2 separate regions of the Mus musculus genome follow, and region 1 is linked to region 2. The links are chromatin contacts, called in public promoter capture Hi-C maps. All regions are on one chromosome and are shown on one strand. The core of a region is the stretch at or near the end of the contact, and the rest is flanking DNA. Distances in the headings are between cores, read along the strand shown.

Region 1 (6,335 bases), core at 3,114-5,613, 85 kb before region 2:
CAAGCACAAAGGATTCCTGCAACCTGTGTTGAAGAAAGAAAGGTATTAGAGTTGCTCCCACCAAGTCAGAGGTTGTCCTCGTGCAGAATTTCCAGGAGAAAGGAGCGTTGTCAGTGACTCACAGGTGCCATCAACCACCCTATGAACTGTAATGTTCTTTTCTTCAGTGGAGTACTCTCTACCTCACCTGATCTGACCATAGTCAGTCCTCTGGACACAGAGTAGGTATCCTTACTTTTTCTCAGCAAGTTGCCTTCTCTTACTCCCTAAAAATGGTATTCCTGTCCAGAGACAAAATCCAGTCTTTCTCAGGTTTGGGGATTGAAATTTCATTTTCCATTCTGGAAGAAAACATCAAGAGTCACCCTTGCCTTCTTCTTGTGTCCTCAGCGTAGGGTCTAACCCTTTCATTGTTGTTTTTTAAAACAAGGTCTCGCTATGTGTCCCTGGCTGTGTCCTAGAACTTGCTATGTAGACCAGGCTGGCTTCTAGCTCACAGAGATCCGACTGCCTCTGCCTCCCAAGTGCTGGAATTAAAGGCATGTACCACCACACCTAGTATTTCAGCCCTTTCTTCCCAAGAAGTGAGTGCTTAGAGATCCTCAAGGAGTGTGTTGTGGGAAGTGTTAGTCAGACAGCCCCTCCCCTTCTCTGAGATAGGCCCCAAGCCTGCCGGTGATAGCAACCCTTCCCTCTCCTCCCATCCTTACTTTAGGTTCCCCTGCCTGGGCCAGATAAGGGGTTTATCAGCTGCAGGCAGCAGAGGCAGAGGAGGAATGGGCTCCAGGAGACACTGGACCTTTACCCTTTATCCCAACAAGGTCATTTGGTCATGTCCCACCCAGCATAACCAGGGCTCCTCTCTCTTCCAAGGTCAACACTCAACAAAGATTTAAGCAAGCACTTGTCAAGACTTTTATGCATTTTAAAAGCATATTAGGCTGGGCTTCACAAAGACCCTGTAAAGGCAGATCCTACAGGCAGATACTGAATAGATGGCAGGTTGGAACCTGATCACATCCATTGCTGCATTCTAAGCTCCTTTGGTTCCCAAAGTGCTGACTATCCACAACCCACGCCACTACAAGCAATTTACCTTAGCAAGTTCCCATAGTGTCTCAGGCCCTTTTCTCTTCTGGGCAATATCACTTTGGGCTCTCCTTCTGTCCCTCTTTTTAATCTGGGTTCTAGCTTTCAGCTCTGCTGCAAAGCAGCAGTGTGGTGTTGGGTAAGACACCTCACTGTTCCTGGTTAGTTCTCCCAGTAGTAAAGCCAGAAGGTTAGACAAGCCAACTTGAACCCTTACAGCCTGGTCATTTGCAAACTCTTACCGTGGTTTTCATCATCTCCTCTTGGTCCATCTCTCTCCTCATCCTGCCTCCATATTCCCTGATACCATCTCTATCTGAATCTGTTTTCTTTGTGTCCAAATAGATTTCAAGTAGACTTGGCAAGGTTCTCCTGATATCTCAGGGCCAGACAGCACAGCATGTACATACATTCACATCCACACTACACATCATATAAATAAAAGAAACGCCTTACAGAAGACCAGAGGATAGGGCTGTATGACCTCAAATTGTATGACTTTATATGACCCATCACAAGGATAGCTCCTCCTGCTATTCATTATGGAGTCTCCTCTTGGACCTACCACAAAATGTATAGCCACTACCAAGTGTCCTTTTAACAACTGATCTGCCTGAGGCTCTGCCTCCACCCTCTTGCTATAAAGCCATCCCCAGAAATGGGAGTTGATATAGACAGGCCTTTGACCAACGGGTAGAATGGGTGGGGTGTTTATGTCTGTCCAGGATGCCATTTCAACACCGGAACTCCACCCTCCCCACCCAAGTTCTGGCGGAAATTGCCCAAAGGCTTAGTGAATGAAGAAGGAGTTTTTGGGTAGGCAGGGACTATACTGTTGCATCAAAGTTCTTCACCCAGTCTACCTCTCTTTGTCTCACCTGTCTTCCTGGATCTGAATCTGAGGTACTATACAAAGATCTTGCCCTAGTAGGCAAGATTCTCCAGCCTTCAAGATGTATGGCCTTGGACAAATTGCATCACAGTTTCCAGCTAAATGGAGACAGGAGTAGAGAAATTCACAACTGTAGAAGGAACAAGCTGCATCTAGTCAGCCACATTTACCTGGGGTGTATGGAAAACATGCCTGATGCCTTGGGATGTGCAGGCCCCTAAGAACAACAATGCCCTAGACATAGAGAGGAGGCCAGACTCACCTCAAGAAACACACATCTAGATGAATTTGCAGGAAAGAACATAAAGCCGGAAAGGGGAATAGCAAGTTGTCTATACTCTTCATCTAGCTACAAACCCAGGCAAAGCTAGACTTCAAGTGGTACCTAGCTATCAGCCCTTTCCTATGAAGACCTGAAAGTAAGTCTTCTTGTTCCTGAGATTAAAAAAAAAAAAAAAAAAAAAAAGAGTGTAGAGGGGGCAGGAAGAGGCTGGAGGCTGAGCAGAGGTTCATAAAGGAAACCACCAGACCATTGGCTTGTACCAGGCACAGGCCCTTTGGATCTTGGGAGCCTGCCTTTCAGAGGACCAGCAAGCTTGCAGCCAGTAGGACAGACTAGAAGCCAGACAGAAAGAATACCAGAGAGGGTAGTGAAAAGAGACAGGGAATGTGAGCTAGTTTTCCAGGGGCTCTTTAGCAACACTGCTCTTGTTTTACAGTTTAGCCTTCCTCTTCAGGTCATAAAACCACCAGATCTACTGGGGTGGTTATCCCCTTCGATCCTCCACACTGTAGATCTGGTAGAACTTGAGCCAACTGCAGAAACTTCCATTCTTCCTTTTCACTCTGGTGGTCCTACCTGCCTACTCTCCTTCCCTCCTTCCAGACCAACCCAGAGCCTTGAATATGCCATGCCAACACTCTACCACCAAGCTACATCCTTAGAATCTTCCAAAGATCTTCTCATGATTCCAAAGACTTCACAGGTTACAAAACTTTCTAGGGATACAGGATCATTTGGAGAGGTAGAAGAAGACATTTTGGCTTCCACTGCTAGCCTAAGACTTTGAACTTCTTTGACAGGGAGCTTGCTTCAGGGTACTGTATTGAGGCTTATTAGGTTACCCCACCTCTCTTGGTGTCAACACAGACAAAGGAAGGATTAGAGAGATATGAGTAAAACTTGGTGTGTAAATTAGCAGGTAAGCAACCTTGTTACAAAGATTACGGAGAATTTCTCAAAAGGGAGAGGCACGCAGAGGCAAAATAGAGAAGAAGTCAATAGAACGAAGAGGGAAGATTTGAACCACGAAGGCTTAGTCCCCTGGGAATATATATATATATATATCAACATGATGCTTGGAAACAAGGAAAAGGGAATGAATTTCTGCTCTCCAGTGACTCTATCCCTAGAACTCTGGCTCATTGGAAGCAATAAGTAGAGGCTGCAGTCCGCAGATCTGGTGGCTCTCTTTTCTCCCATAGCATCTCAACCTCCTGCTACTAGCAGCCAAGAGTTTCCATAGAAGCATCTACACTGAGATTGAATGCCCTCCTCTTTTCAGGTCCAGCTTAGGACTGTACAGGAGGAGAGGCAACGGGGAACCACTCAGCCAACCCCCCCACCTTGCTGTAACAAGGTTTTTCAGAAGTTCAGACATCCCATATTTATGGTCCCTTCGCTTCCCCCAAATCTCAGATGGTCGGGGCTACAGAATACCATGGGGAAGGGTACAAGGTGGCACCATATTACTGGAGCCTACTAGCTCCCCCAGTCAGCAGGCCAGTTGAAGGGTTCCTCCTGTTCACTCCCCTGCTCCTCCAGGGTGCTATTTAGTAAAGCATTGTGTAGCCCCCCCACCTACAACCTCCCACCCCAGCCACCCCAAGGGTCCTAGAACAGCCAGGAAGTCATCTAAAAGTATCTCCAAGTAGTATTATTACTCCTAATGTATCAGTTTCCTACACCAGGTATAGTCTAGGAAGATGTCTTAGAAACATCCAGACAGAAACTTAGGTATTCCTCCCTGTACCTCCTCCACCTGCCCAGCCTGACCTCCCCAGAGCCCACTGAGGCGTCCCTTCAGACTCGCCTTTCAGGCACCTGTGGCGGATTCCAAGCCCGGCGAGGAGAGAGATGAGGCTGCGGGTAGTGTCCCTGAGAGGCTGGGTCAGAGCTGACACCTCCTGGGCGCTGAGCGCTGCCTCTGAGTACTACTGAGGGCCGAGCCCCGCCCCCGGGCCATGGCTGGGCGCGGAGCACCGGTTGGCCCCGGTAGAAGCGGGCGCACCGGCGGTCTCTCCGAAGCCCTCGGTCGGAGTTACCAGTGCTTCCTCCAACCCTTCCCTTTCCCCGTGGCCCTCTTCTCCTCCTGCCCCTTCTGGCCAAGAGAGGAAACTTGAGCCCGGTGTGGTTTCTGCTGCACCCCGCCCCCGCCTCTCTGTGGCAGCGGGGGCACCCGGGGCTCACAGGCTTCAGACCCTCTCCAGCTGGTCCAGGACAGTTCATTCCCTGTTTGTTCGGGCTGACTTCACAGTCGATGGTCCACTCACAAGAGACTCCTAAGCTTAAATAAACATGGCCCGCAGCCTCCTCTTTCTTTCAGGTGGTGTCTCCTAAAGACCGACAGGGAAACTAAGTCATAACAAGGCAAAAGGCAGCAGGCAGTAAGAACCAGGTATCTGAGTCCAATTTGCTTAGGGCAACAACCTTCACTTCTAGAAAGCCTGGGCTCTAAGGGAACTATTTTGGGGATGAGAGGCTGCTAGCTGCTTAGAGGTATCCTTTAATGAGTTACCCCGCCAACCCCTGCCTCAGATGCTCTAGGACAAAGGATTCTTTTTTGTCCTATTTATTTATTTATTTATTTATTTGTTTGTTTATTTATTTATTTATTGCCAGTGTGTGTGGGGTGAGGGTCCTTAGGTGGGAGACTGTCCTGTTGGTTAATAATTAGTCTCCCTAAAAGGGATCTTTTTTTCTTGCAGGCCAGGCTACATATGTACATCAGATTCATCTCCTAGTACACAACAGCTCTGTATCAGACAACTGTGCTCTCCCAGAAGTCTCTCATCTGCTTTCCCTGTGCTGGAATTATAGGAGTGCTCACTGTGTCTGCTTCAGTAACTTTCAGACCAAAGGAACATGTCTTTTTGGTCTATCTAACTTCGGTTCTGATTGATACGGCTTACACCACTTTTTCTCTATTGTTTTTCTCACTGATATTCAAGTTAATTTGGAAACATTTTTAGACCAGAAGCAAAGCTGGGTATTTGACAAAAGACCTAGAACCCCTGTATTCAAGAGCTAGAGGAAAGGTGAGTTCAAGGTCAACATTGGCTACGTGGTGAGTTTGAGGCCAGCCTGATGTGCATGGGACCCTGTCTCTGAAAAACAAACTAATAAGATAGGCAGAAAAGCAGGTGAGTCCTACCCCAAGGTAGAGGTGTCATTCTGCTAACGCTTTGGATAGGATTGTGCTTTCTGTTAGAATAGTGGGACTATATTGGCCTGAAGCATGAACAACAGCTGCTGGGAGCCTTCCAACTGTTCGATCACAAAAGTGTCTTCTTTGACCACTCTAGTTCTCCCCACTATCTTCCACAACCTGGCAACATAGTCAAGCAAGTAATGACTTAGTGTGTTGATACCACAAGGAACCTCCCATCAAGCTAACATCTCTGAGATTTCCCACACTCAGCTAGACCTAAGGCTGAGTACTTCCCATTCCAACCTGATCACACACACCTGTATAGTTTATGCGGGTCAGGAGGCAATCCAATGACTTTACTGCATGCTGGATGTGGGCTTGGGGCCTAGTGTGAGACTGAATCTAGGTCACATACATGCCCTTGCATACTTATTAGGGTCCTCATAGGAGATAAGAGATAGTAACAGTCACACATGCAGTTGTTTGTATAATATCAGATTACAGATAATTCATGAACAGGGTGTATGGCATTTCAGATATATCTATATACAACATAGACAGACCTTAGCCTTTATTCATTCAAAAATATTTATTTTCTACTCCAGAAACACAAATATGACTAAGACAGTCCATGTTTTCACACCCACTCAGATCTATAGCCAGTGGACATGAAAACACATGCCTAAAAATCCAGTTCTTGGGAGGCTGAGGCAGGAAGACAGACTTTTTTTTTTTTTTTTTTTTAAGGCCAACCTGGGCTACATAGTAAATTCCAAGACAGCATGTGACATATAGTGAAACACTGTTTAAAAAAGAAAAAAGCATTCATGAAACAAAGACAAAAGAATCACTACTCCAGACCTGCCTGATCTATACAGTAAGTTCCAGGACAGCCTCACACATACATACATACATACATACAT
Region 2 (6,063 bases), core at 19-2,518:
TGATGGTTGGCCAGCTGGAGGGAAGCAAGGCATAAAAGTCGTGAGAGAGGCTGAGACCACACAACAGCTAGATGGAGGAAGGACGCAAGAGTGGAGAAATGGGCTAGGAAAGATACACAGTCACTGGAAAGAAGAGAACACAGGCAGAGAGTCTTGGGAGAGGGATGAGGACACGGGATATAGTTCAGCATAAGCACAGAGCCAGGTGTCCTCAGTGGGGGCAGGGAGACCACAGGTGTCTGAGAGTGGTAGGGGGCTTCACAATAAACAGGGCCCTGGAACCGGCCTAGCCAGGGTGGAGGTCAGAGGTCAGAGCAGGCCCTGCACTGCTGTGGCAGCAGGGTTGAGGGCAGGGGCTGCTGCGGAGTCCGGAGTACAGCTAGGCCCTCTCCTCCCCCATCCCTGGGGCTCCCTTCCCGATGTAGGTCATGAAGATGGGGTGGCCAAGGCTGAACGGGCTGGCTGTCAGAGCCCAGCGGGACTTCCCTTCCCCCCACTCTGACTTTCCTTCTCTCCTTGGTCTCCTGTAGCCCCCGACCCACGGCTGGGGTGGAAGGGAAGAAGGAGGAGAAGAAGAAGGGCCCAGGCAGCCGGCGCAGGGAGAGAGGGGCAGGTCCCGGCGTGTCGGGGCAGGATGGCTGCGGAGACAGGATCTAAGCCGCAAGAGCCCGGGATGGACAGTTTCCCACCCGCTCTTCTACCCAGCCCCCTTATCTTCACCCGTCAGGTTCCCACCTCCCACCACACTCACCTCGAAGCTACACCCAGCATCTTCTTCCTCCGCCCCCCACTTCCTCCTTTCCCTCTTATCCTGGGCCCAGAAGGCTGTCGGAGTGGCTAAGCCAAGGGTGGGGGAAGGCGCTGGAGGTGACGGGTCAGAACCTTTACTCCAACTCTACCAGGCCAGGACCAGCCCCCTCCCACAGTCTCTCCTGCACTGTCTTATAATATTCATGAGCCTCATGAATACGCAATGTTCTCATTATGGGGCGGGGGTCTCGCTCTCTCGGCCTTCCTTTTGCCCCTCCCTATGTTACCAGGAGAAACCGCAGCTAGGGGAAGAGAGGAAGAGGGGACCCCAGATGTGCAGCCAGATGAGGGGGGAGGGGGAATGAGTGGCAGACCGGCGGCCGCAGTCACCGCGGTGCCGAGGTGAGGGAGGGTGGGGGTTGGTGACCCAGTGAGAAGGAACCAGGGACCCGGATCCCAGAGTCGTGGAGACCACTCACCGAGGATCATGCTGGGGACCCTGGCTCCCGGGGTTCCGCGTCGTTCTGTCCCGGGGGCCGTTCTGGTCGGACTCGGGGTACAGGGGGGAGGAGTCGGGGAGGAGCAGGGGCGGGCCGAGGCGGAGCGGGGGCGGGGCCCACAGCAGGTGAAGACCGGAGGGGGCACCCTGGCACCCCGGGCTCCGCGAGGGGGCGTCCTGGCAGCCTCCCGCTTCCTCCAGCCTTTCAGTTACCGCCCCCAATCTCTGGGTTTTAGGATGTCGCTTTAGCTGGGGCTGGGGAACAAGATGGTGTGAGGTTATTGAGGAGGCTGGGAACTAAAATGCCTGGGTTCCTGAGTGGCTCAGTCTGAGGGCGGGAAGACTCATTCTCAGCTGATAGAGGGACAGGATCCTAAGTGATCTGGGGAGGAACAGAGCCCGGGTTGAGTGGGATAGTGATGCCCCTCTAGAGCAATGGGCTGGGTGGGCCCTGGAGGTGCAGGGAGGATGCCTGGGTCCTACTTTGTTCCGCTTCGGAGCAGGATGTCGAGACTGACTATCAGAGGTGAGTCGTGGTTCTGAAGATGGATTCGAGGTTTATCTGACAGTGTTCTTAGGGGAAGCTAAGTGAACAGATTGCATTCAGTGGTCCTGAGGAGGCAGAAATTAGAAGCTTGCAGTGGTGATTGCTAGGCTATTTAGAAGATGACAGAAGGTCAGAATCAGCGAGGTTCAACCTTATAGAGATGTCCTGGACTGAGCTGGGGAGGAGGGGCATTTATCCCGGGGTTAAATGCAGGACACCTTACCAAGAAGAGCTTTGATTCAGGTGGCAGGGGTGTAAGAAGGCTGGGGAGACGTTTGAGAATGGGATGTTCCTAAGGCAAACAGGAGGAAGCTGGAGTGTGAGAGTCGGATAGGTATCTAGGGAAGATGCAGCTGCTACAGCCTGAACCTGTCTGTACCTGCCACAAGAGGGAGGGCAGCAGGCAGAGTTCCCAGAAGGCCAAGCAGCCAGCTTTAGGCCAACCCAGCCAGAGGGAGAGGGGGTGAGACTGGGAATTGGAACACTCATGGTTTAGGGAGGGTGGAGGCAAGAGTGAAAAGCGGGGTCATGAGTGATAGGATTGGATTCAGAAACTTTGAGGAAAGGAGGGCATTTCCAGCTTCTGGCGGGAAGTTGGGGCTTGATTGCTAACTCAGGTGCAGGAATTTTAGATTTGTTCCTACTGTGAGCCTCAGCAATGTCTGCCTTCCATCTGTGAAAAGCTGTTTGCAATTGCCAAGATACTCCAGCTCAAGGCTAGGTGAAAGATGGGTGCCGGCACCCTAGTCTTTGAGTCCTGTGATCCTGCTTTGAGGAAAGATGTGGGATCTCTGGGTCCACGAGAGGCCATCTTCTCGCTTTGAATCTAACTTGCTGGAATCCTCCTGCACTTCTATAACAGAAAGCCTGCTTCCTAGGTTTAGCCCCTCCTCTCCTTTTCCAGGTTTCTCCCCTGGGGAGGAGACATACTAAAACGAGGGCCAGCACTGGGCTTGGCTGATTCGAGAGCCCCCTCCTTGCCCTTCAGGCCCACCTGCCCACACTGTCTTTCCAGGGTCTCCCGAGTTAGGTGGAACTCAGATGAGGGATTGCTTAGCTTACTATGGGAGGCAGCTGGCTAGAGGGTGCGGTGACCTTGCAGGCAGCTGGGGGGTTGGGGGAGCATTGTGTGGGGCAGATTCATTATTGATGAGCCCCTGCACCCCAGGCTACTAATGAGTCCAGGCCGGCTGCCCTAATTGATGTCAAGAAACTTGAGACCCCCAGATCATCTTCCCGCTTGCCAGCTGCCTCTCCTGAGCCCCTTCCCCCTCTGACATCTCCAGTCGCTCTGCTTCCGTTTACTTCTTCACTTCTCTCTTCCATTTCCACCAACTCAGGCAAGCAAGGAGAAGGTTCGGGCGGCTGATCTCCACAGACAGACTCCATTCTCCTCTGGGTTGCTCAGGCCTCGGAGTGGGAGACACATCCTATCTGCAGGGCAGGTAGGGTGGTTGAGGAGAGGCAGCTCAGTTCAGAGACGACAGACATAGAAGAATCCAAGAAGTAAGCTCAGGGATGGTACTAGATCACACCCATGGCTTGCCTGAGCCCAAGGAATTCCTTAATTAGAGGGAGATCTCCTCACTCTCTCTAGAAGCAAAGGTACTTAACCGTATATTGACATACCCAGACACCAGCCCTAAGCCCCAGCCATTTCCTCATTACAGTGGGAGACATTTTAGATTCAGTCCCTGGAGTTGGTGTTTACCTCTTCCAATAGCATCTCATTGAGAGTTCTTACTATCATTGGACGTATTGGGTGCTTCTCTGCCTCACAGTGTTTTTGCTGCCTCAGTCCCTCTTTCTTCGTGGGTTCTGGGAAGATACTCATTAAGTATAGGATTCTAAGACCTTAGAGTGGTGTGTGGTTCAGGTGGAGGAATATTTGAAGGTGCCAGAAGTCTGAGTTAATAATAATAGCCCTGTTGATGGGGAGAGTTGGCTCTCATACCTCCTTGTCACAAATCCCCAGAAATTTGTGGCTATGCTGCCCTCTGGTGGTAAAACTCTGGTCTAGCGTGTCATAACCATCTTTGCCTTATTCAGCCTTTTGCAACATCAGGACAGACCTTGAGAAGAGGATCCTGGGGCTCCCTCATGTTACACGATTTCTCTTTGAAGACCTGAGCTCTCTGGCATGTTGGTTAAGAATAAGGGATTTCACAGTCAGGCAATACTGAGCGTGACTTGTTCTGCTATACAGTGTGACCTTGGACAAGTTACATAAGCTCCAGGCCTCAGTGTTTCCTGGAATAGAAGGGGTTAATGGTACCATCACGGGATTGCTACACTTATGATGGAAGTCGACAACCTGAGCTCAGATCCCTAGAACACACAGAAAAGCCTGACACAACAGCATTTACATCTGATATCTGATTGTACCCAGGAGACTCAGGAGAATTGCCAGGCTAGCCAGCCTACTACTATGCTCAGCAGTAAATAAGAGACCCTGTCTCAAGCAAGATAGGTGAGGATCAACATCCAAATTCAAGTTTGTCTTCTGACTTCCACATAAATACAAGCGTGCATACACACACAGGAAGGAAAATTAGACGAGATCATGTATGTGAGCCACTTAGTGCCCTTCACCCTGCCCTTGCATTGGCACACAATAGCAACACAAAACCCCAAAGCAGGTGATTAAAGGCACTTGTCACTAAGCCCAATAACCTGAATTTGATTATTTTTCTCTTTTCTCTTTCTGCCCCCCCCCCCCCCCCCCCCCGTCTTTTGAGACAGGGTTTCTCTATGTAGCCCTGGCTGTCCTGGAACTTGCTGTATAACTTGGCTGGCCTTAAACTCAGAGATTCAACTGCCTCTGCCTGCCTCCTTAGTACTGGGGTTAAAGGTGTGTGCCACCCCCTCTGCCTGTCATGAATTCACTCAGTGGAAGAAAACTAAGTTCTACAAGTTGTCTTCTGATCTCCATTTTCATGTTGTGGCATGTGGCCTCTCACACACACAAAATGTGCAAACAACACCTAGTGGGCTTTCCTTTCACTTTATTTTTCCTGATTTAAGGGAAGCCCAGGTGAGTGTGTTGTGCCATCTTTCCTCACCTTTCACAGGGACCTCTCTACATCTTTCATAATTCTCAATCACAAAGAGAAGAGATTTCTCTTTTCTCCTTTGTGGTAGGTAAGCCCCCTAGTGGGAGCTGGATGAGGAACAACAAAGGAGTCAACCCCCTCCCACCCCCTTTCTCTGTTTTTTCAAGACAAGATTTCAGTGTAGCCTTGGTTATCCTGGAATGAACTCTGTAGACCAGGTTAGCCTCAAACTCAGATTTCCACCAGCCTCTGCCTCCCAAGTGCTGGGATTAAAGGCAACTACCACCTGACTCCTCTCTCCCCTTCTGTTTTCTCTTTCTCCCCCTCAGGTCTCATGTAGCCCAGGCAGGCCTTAAACTTAACTATGCAGTGTGTAGCTAAGGATGACCTTGAACTGATCCTCGTGCCCCATCTCCAGAATTCTGGGATTATGAGCATGTGCCACCATACCTAGTTCCCTTCCTTTGTCCTTTAATGACCTAGATGTTTCTGGGGTAGGGGAAACAACACTCCTGATTTCTAGTGTGCATAGGCCCATGAGAGACAGACAGTTTCTTTTTGCCCTACTTTCTGGGTCTAGGATGTGTTTGGAGAGTAGGATGGAAGGACAGACTGCAACTTTGGTCAGTGGGGGCAGTGGGTGGGGTTTATTGCACTTGCAACAGAGTTTAAATAAGTTGGGGTGGGTTCTGGAGGAGAGGGGAGGGTTGGCTAGGGAGAGAGGGGCAGCGTCAGTGCAGCTGGTGGGCAGAACCCAGGTCATACAGGCCTGGGGCTTCCCGTTCTCTCTGGGGAATGAGTGGCCAGGCTGAGGTTCCAGGTCTGTTTGCCAATGTGGCCTGGTTAGGGTCCTGGGCAATTCCTGACTTGTCCTAAGTCAGGGATAAATAGGTTTCTAAGCCCAGGTCTGCAGCTGACCCAAATGCCACCTTGGGTCTGCTAGCATAGGTTCTTAGAATCCGAGACTGGGCTCCAGATCAACCCTAGGCCCCAGACTGGGTCTGGCTCCATTCTCTTTCTGACTTCCATGGATCTGGGTCTGGGCCAGCATCGACCTTTGTTTGGGATTTGTCCTGAGCTGGTCCTGCAGCACCATCCACGGTTAGTGTTCTTCATTGGCCTTCCAGGATGGGGGCTGTTGGAGTTGCCAGGTCTCACTCCCCAAGTCTCAGGCTCTTAGCTGCAGACTTCCTTTGGTTCTCTGGCAAGACCAA

The links. Capture Hi-C pulls out chosen DNA fragments and counts their contacts.
Region 1: a promoter capture Hi-C map of adipose tissue shows a contact between it and region 2. The contact joins the promoter of Nfe2 here to the promoter of Zfp385a in region 2. A contact is called at or near these places in 11 of 39 promoter capture datasets (the C10 cell line, the HPC-7 cell line, HPC-7-derived erythroid cells and 7 more), 1 of 15 datasets of contacts at CTCF or cohesin (large pre-B cells), 14 of 484 Hi-C or Micro-C datasets (CD4 T cells, the G1E-ER4 cell line, the N1E-115 cell line and 6 more), 17 of 115 datasets of contacts at active chromatin or transcription factors (the 230-238 cell line, CD8 T cells, the HPC-7 cell line and 12 more) and 3 of 9 other capture datasets (adipose tissue, liver and pancreatic islet).

The regions. Positions count from the first base shown.
Region 1 is chr15:103,251,076-103,257,410 of GRCm38.p6, forward strand. Nfe2 (nuclear factor, erythroid derived 2) reads right to left here and starts at 4,364. Exons shown (of 3, transcript NM_008685.3): 1 at 4,075-4,364; 2 at 1-23.
Region 2 is chr15:103,338,818-103,344,880 of GRCm38.p6, forward strand. It overlaps Zfp385a (zinc finger protein 385A), which reads right to left and starts at 1,269. Exons shown (of 8, transcript NM_013866.2): 1 at 1,230-1,269. The coding sequence starts at 1,239. It overlaps Itga5 (integrin alpha 5 (fibronectin receptor alpha)), which reads right to left. Exons shown (of 30, transcript NM_010577.4): 30 at 5,469-6,063.